2 separate regions of the Muntiacus reevesi genome follow, and region 1 is linked to region 2. A link is a contact called in public Hi-C data. All regions are on one chromosome and are shown on one strand. The core of a region is the stretch at or near the end of the contact, and the rest is flanking DNA. Distances in the headings are between cores, read along the strand shown. Region 1 holds the start of PAFAH2 (platelet activating factor acetylhydrolase 2). Region 2 holds the start of MTFR1L (mitochondrial fission regulator 1 like).

Evidence for each region. Hi-C and Micro-C count contacts between places; a contact is called where the count stands out from the background.
Region 1: a Hi-C map of blood shows a contact between it and region 2, with 2.0 times the contacts expected there. The contact joins the promoter of PAFAH2 here to the promoter of MTFR1L in region 2. A contact is called at or near these places in 2 of 3 Hi-C or Micro-C datasets (blood and muscle).

The regions. Positions count from the first base shown.
Region 1 is chr3:110,732,352-110,735,522 of mMunRee1.1, forward strand. PAFAH2 (platelet activating factor acetylhydrolase 2) reads right to left here and starts at 1,366. Exons shown (of 10, transcript XM_065930103.1): 1 at 1,308-1,366.
Region 2 is chr3:110,548,367-110,551,839 of mMunRee1.1, forward strand. MTFR1L (mitochondrial fission regulator 1 like) reads left to right here and starts at 1,985. Exons shown (of 7, transcript XM_065930096.1): 1 at 1,985-2,112.

The DNA of each region.
Region 1 (3,171 bases), core at 116-2,615, 180 kb after region 2:
GCATAATAACCATAACTAGCTATATGACCTCTTAGCCTAAGTTCCTAGAGAGTAAAATGAAGACACTTCATAAATGAAATTTAGTAACAAAAGTGATATTGCCTAGGGTCTGGTACATTTTAAGTGCTCATAAAATGTTAGGAATTAATTAACAATGTTATATCTCTCTTTCATTATGCCCAGCCAAGCTTTTTTTTGGGGGGGTGGGGGGTGGGGGTGGTATTTGTAGTTTTCTGGATTAAATCCTTTGACAAAATGGTTTCTTTTCTTCCAGTCTTATCAGGTCTGAGACACCTATTCCAAAATCAGTCCCAGGTCTCCTGCATTGCAGGCAGATTCTTTATCGTCTGAGCCACCAGGGAAGCCCTTAAACAGGCCCAGAAGAGCCCAAAGGGAACAGAGAGGGTTTACATTGCAGCTGTCCATCTCCTGCTGGGGCCCCAATTCCAGTGAGCAGGGACCACCCTTCTGCCAGCTGTGTGGACTTATCATCCCTGGCTATTTCAGGACACAGTCCAAGATAAGCACTTCTCTGGGGCTTCCTTTCAGACAAAGCTCTCATTAGCCTGTGGTCTCTGGGGAAGTGAGGAAATATCATCCTGTTCTTAGAGAAAGCAGACACCAGGCACTCAAGGGGCAGGTCTGAGCAACAAAGGGGCAGAACTATAAAAGGAGCCAAGATGAGAGTATTTCAGAGCATTAATAATTACAGCAAAAATAATCTCTCTCGCTTGTGGAGGCTTTACAGTTTACAAAGAACTTTCACACGTATTAGCTTATTGGCTCCAGAATATAGCCTCAAGCTAAGACTGAGAGCAACTGTCATCTCCACTTCGTAGATGAAGAGAGTGAGTCCCAGAGAGGGGGTATGATCTGCCCAAGGTCATGCAGCAAAGGAGTTGCAGAGCTGCAATAATAAAACCCAGTTCTGCTGAATTCCAGTTCTGAGCAACTCCGTGGATTGGGAAGAAGGAATGGTGACCCTTGTTCCATTAGCATGAAAACCAAGAAAGTGAGGGTAAGAGTGAAGCACATAGAAGGTGCGGAGCACAAAGAAGCCCAAGTTTCAGAAAGGGGATGCTGAGAGCTCACGGTGGGGCTCCAAGGGCACCAGGAGTGACAATGCAAGATGAGAGTGGGAGAATAAAGGTGCGGGTGGATATTGGCGGTGTCTCAACAGGAAACAGAAAAGGTGAAAGACTAATTGGGAGCTCCTGGGATTGAGACGAGGAGCCCCCAAACCGGGCTGGAATGTGGCAAAATCCGCAGACACCTCAGTTCAGAATAGATGTTTTCTCCAAACTTACCCAGTCACGTTGATCCCTCAGAAGCAGCCCAGACGGTCAACTCGACGGAAACGAGAAACTGCCCAGGAGCCGGTGGCCCCTTGGTAATTGTAGTTTCCAGAACTCGACATTGGCGCTTACAAGCATGTCCCACCTCTGTCCAGAACTATAACTTCCGAGGTGCACCGCGAAGATTGCCCATAAGATCCCAGGACTACAATTCCCAGAGTTCTACACGGCCCCCTCCTCGTTCTGTGAACCCGTCCGAAGTTCGGAATGAAGCACTATTCCTCCCCCTGGTGGTCGAGGAGCCGCCACCAGGATGACAAAGCCGGAGCGGAGGATTACTGTATATAGTCCCGGTTAGTAACCCTCCGCCTCAGCGTTCCTCAAATAATTCCTGGGTGTGTCTGGGGATAAACAGGGATTAGCCTTATTCACAGGGGAGCTGAGGAGGAGACCTGAGCAAGTCTTGTGTCCTTTACGAACCTGTATCTGTTGACACGTGTGATATTCAATTGTCCTTCAGAAACTCCTGGCCAAGAACTGAGAGGAAACAGATTCCTCCGTGTCCCTCTGTCCCTAGCCCCTCCTCCATCCACTCTCACTTTGCTGGCCCTATGCTGGTTTTTAGAGACACCCTGGTGAACAAGTTACTGTTGCTAACCTCAGAAGAATTCACAGTCCAGCGGAGGATGCCGACAAACGAAGAATCACACAGCGATAGTTGCTCTAGTGGGGAAAGCGCAAGGGGTTATGGGAGCCTTCTTGAAAGAGCGCACCTGCCCAGGCTTGGGGGAAATAGGACGGTGTCTTCAAGGCTTCGTAGAGATCTTAGAGAAATGTTAACATTGCGAACTGAAGGAATAGGACTTGGCCAGGAATACAGAGAGTATGAAGAATATTTAACACTCTGGCTGGAGCACAGAGTGTGAGGAATGGAATCACGAGGCACACCTGAGGGGGAAGGCAGGCCACGTCCTCAGAAGTCTGGTAAACTTCATAAGAAAACTGGATCATCCAAGCAACTTAGAAACTTTCAAAAACTTCCTACTCCTTGCTGAATGAGGTCCCAGCTTCTTAGCTTGACATTCTAGGTCCTCCCCAACCTGCCCCAAACCACCACTTACTCTGAAGTGTTGCTCATGGTTTTTTCTTTCTTTTTTTTTTTTTTTTTCTGACAGGAATCGCTCTTCTGCCCTGCCCCCAGCTACGTTCACCCACTCTCAAGATGTCGTAGGTTCTCATTGTTCCCTCCACACTTTTATTCACGCTCTTCTCTCCACCAAACACTCTGCCCTGCTTTGCGGCTATCTAACCCAGTTCTTTACAATTCCTCTTGATCCTCCTTCTCCACGGAGCTTCCCTGATTCCCCTCCAGTCCAAACGACCTCCATCCCCTATCAGTTGTACCTCTCATTTGGGGGCTTACCTCACACTGCCCTGTGCCATCTCCTCAGTGGGAGGTCTTGACTCTCCATTAAACTGTGAGTTCTTTGAGGTCAGGTGATGAGTCCTACAGCTGATCCCTCCTCCCTCCCAACCACATACCCTCAAATTGCCAGTGTCCAGATTCCATGCTTCAGGCTTTTAGACCTTCGTCTCCTCCTGACACGCTGTCACCACCACCAACCTTCCAGGGATCAAAATAAAGGCATCAGGGGAGAGTGATTATAGCACCACACTGTGTAATCAAGCCCAGATTTAATTAAAGCTGTGGTTGGTGGCCGTGATGGCAGAACATAAAAAGCTTAGTGCACATCAGAGATGGTTCTCTTCAGCTAATTAATTAGTGCTCTGCAGCTGGCACAGAACTCATGACTAATCAGAGTCCCTAGTTAGGAGAGGGGCCACTGCAGTTTGTTTCTCTGTTTCCGACTCCCAG
Region 2 (3,473 bases), core at 735-3,234:
CAGAAGTCTCGAGTAACTTGCTTAAAATAAATTTGCGACAGACCTAGAGAACTTACTGTTTTTAGAATCTGGTGTTTGGTGTTGAGAAAGATTCTGAAGTTAAATCCATCATCTTAGAAGCCTGAGATAAGCATTGCTGCTGCTAAGTCACTTCAGTCGTGTCCAACTCTGGGTGACCCCATAGATGTCAGCCCACCAGGCTCCCCCGTCCCTGGGATTCTCCAGGCAAGAACACTGGAGTGGGTTGCCATTTCCTTCTCCAATGCATGAAAGTGAAAATGAAAGTGAAGTCGCTCAGTCGTGTCCAACTCTTAGCGACCCCATGGACCACAGCCTACGAGGCTCCTCCATCCATGGGATTTTCCAGGCAAGAGTACTGGAGTGGGGTGCCATTGCCTTCTCCGGAGAAAAGCATTAGGTAATTTTTTTTTTTTTTTTTTGAGGGTGTGAAATTAAGGAAAAACCTGTAAAAGAAGGATTGAAGAAGAAAGGGGGAAAGAAAGACCCTTGTGGAGGAATAGAATCTGAAAGCCAAACCTTGATCAGACCGCAGGAGCAAGGCTCTAGAGCATAAACCATACCGCCAGATTGAACTGGCCTCTTGTATCAGTCACTCCTAGGCTCTTAGAGGTAGAGTAACTTATTTGGTTAGGGCTTCCATTCTGAGAATGGGGCAGCTGTGAGAAGCCAGCACAGCTGCTGGGGGATAGAGTCGTGTACTAGGTAAAAGGGATCTTCGGGAAAAACAAAGACTGCACTACCACATCCAAAGAAAGGCAACTGGAGTGGATTCACAAGATCTGCCATTGCCCAGGACGGGAAAGCGATGATTAAAGCAACCGTTTGTCATCCTGGAAAGAAGGCTGTACCTGGAAGTCAGATTTCATCATTTGCAGTATGGTGGGAATCAGGGTGGACACAGTCTCTGACTAGGACCAGCTACATAGTTTGCAGGGTCCAGTGCAAAATGAAAATGCAGGGCCCTTGTTGAAAAAAAATATTTGTTAATTTCAAGAAAGCAACAATAGGGCATTAAAGTAAGAAGGAGTTTGTCTGACCACGAGGCCTGTGTGACAGCACAGATTCTCCCCATAATGAAGCCCATCTGTCCCTGACAGCTAGGACTTTCAAGCTTTGAGAGGAAAGAACAGCCTGGGAGCCAGGCATAGTCATGTACTGAAGTCAGAGGAGAACATGTGACGCAGGCCTGGATGCCATGGTGACCAGGACTCTGGGGCGTTGAGCACAAAAACAGAGTGGGTGAGTGAGCCTGGGAGGAATGTGGATCTCTTTTGCAAGGCCTCTGGGGTCTCGCTTCTCAGTCTACCCATCTGATCAACCAACTCAATATACCGGAGTGGGTAGGAGTGTGTGACACCAACGGCTAAAATAGAAGAAAGCTACAAAGCACTGGAGGGCAAGAGTCAAGAGGAGAAAGAGGCTCATTCTTGGTGCAGAGAAGACTGTAGAGGGTCTTGGCTGGGAAGCATAAACTGAAGGAACCAGAGGGAGGTGGGAGGGGGTTCACGATGGGGGACACATGTACACCCATGGCTGATTCATGTGAATGTATGGCAAAAACCACTACAATATCGTAAAGTAACTAGCCTCCAATTAAAATAAATTAATTTACAAATAAATAAATAAATAAACTGAAGGAACCAGAGTGAGAGGAGGTGGGGCAAGCACTGAGTCTGGAGCCTTGAACACCGGCGCGAAGCTTCTGAAGTTTGTAGTCGAGGTGGGGACAGCAGACACCGATCAGTCTGGAGGCCGAATAGCAACACAGATGCCTTCCAAAGGTTGGATCGGGACTAAGCGTGGGGAGTGGGCGTGGAGAGTGGGAAAGAGCCGGCTGACCTCAGTGGTTTCCCGGCGCCATCAACTTTTTCCCCAGGAGGGGGCGTGGCCTATGGTAGGCGTATCCCCTTTATCGCCCCGCCTCGGCCCCGCAGGCTCCTCTCTCGCCTCGCCCCTAGCAGAGCCGCTTCCGGAAGACGCGTGTTGCCGTGGCTCGGTGCGCAGCTGCAAGGGATCGCTTCCGGGGGGTGGGTCAGCGGAAGTGAGGGCGAGGGAGACTGGGCGGCCCGCTGTGGTAGGAGGGGCCGTGAGGTGAGTGAATCCGGAGCCGCAGTCTGAGGTGAGAGTAGGTCCGACTGCCGCCCCAGGGCGGGAACGCGAGCGGGAGCGCGGCCCTCCGGCCCGGCCCGTCGCGAGACCGAGTGCCGGGCGCCGGGCGCTGCCCGCGGCTGCTGAGCCCGCGCCGGTTCTCGCGGGAACTCGTGTTGTCCGCCACACTCGGCTGAGGGGAAACTGAGTCCCCGGGGGGCAGTTGCTCGCCCCAGTCACCCAGCCGCACCAGAGGCTTCTCGTTTCGGCCGCCTCCTCTCTTCCTCCGGGACCCGGCGCCGGGCCTTTGAGTCCGTGGGCGCCCCCCCACACACCGAGCCGCGGCGAGAACTTGGCCGACCTTGACCCCGTCGGGTCGGGCTGTTGCGGGGGGAAGGGAGGCGTGTCCTGGACAAAGGTCCCCGCGGCGTCTCCCCCTCCGCCGGCCCAGAACGGCGCAGAGTGCGGCGGCCTCGGCGGGGACCGGGTTGATGCTGCCAGGCCCCGCTCGAGAGGCGCTGGGGGACCGTGTGTAAAAAACACCGGGACAGCAGCCCCGGAAAGGGCAGTCGGGCTCGGAGGTGGTGGGAACCAGGCGCGCGGCCAGCGAGCCGTGGGGAATCTTCTAAGCAGACACTTGTGCAGGGTTCAAGGCTAAGTCGGCGTTCTTGTTGGTTCGTTTCTTAACAAATGCTCGAGTGCCAGCCGGGTACGGGGCGGGCTCAGGGCTGTACCTGGAAGTCCCCGCCCTTCGGACAAACTGCACAAGCTACACCGTTATCTAGTTACTGCTGCTCCGGAGGAAACGCGGGGCGCCGGTCCGGAAAGGGGAGGCAGTGCTTCACCTGAGCTCCAGGAGTAATTGAGGATGAGCTTGGTGAAGAGGCTGGTAGGGTTTCGAGCAGAGGCAATATAGTAGACAAGGCCAGTGTGGGTGGAGGGCAGGGGAAGGCAGGTGTGGCGGTGAAGCGTGCAGGGACCAGAGTGGACAGGCCTTGTCGGCTGGGAGAGAAAGACAGGGAGGGCCTGCAGGCCATGCTGAAGAGTCTTGGTGTTATCTTCTTGGCTCTAGCAAGCATGAGGGGTTGAAGCTTGGCAGGGATCTATTCCCAATGTGTCCTAAAAAGAGGCCTCTGGCTGCCATGTGAGGATTAGGCCTAACTGAGTTTGGAGGTAAGTTTGGAGGGGTAGTGACTGCAGCGACTAAAGTGAGAAACACAGGGAGGTACTGTCTTGTGGAGCTGTAGCAGGCACTGACAGTCAGCATTGAGCCTGGCACGCTGAAGGACTTTTATAAAAGTCTTGAGCTTTGCTGAGAAGGTGGAACCCATGTTGGAGGCAGGAGGATCTGGACCAGACTTGGG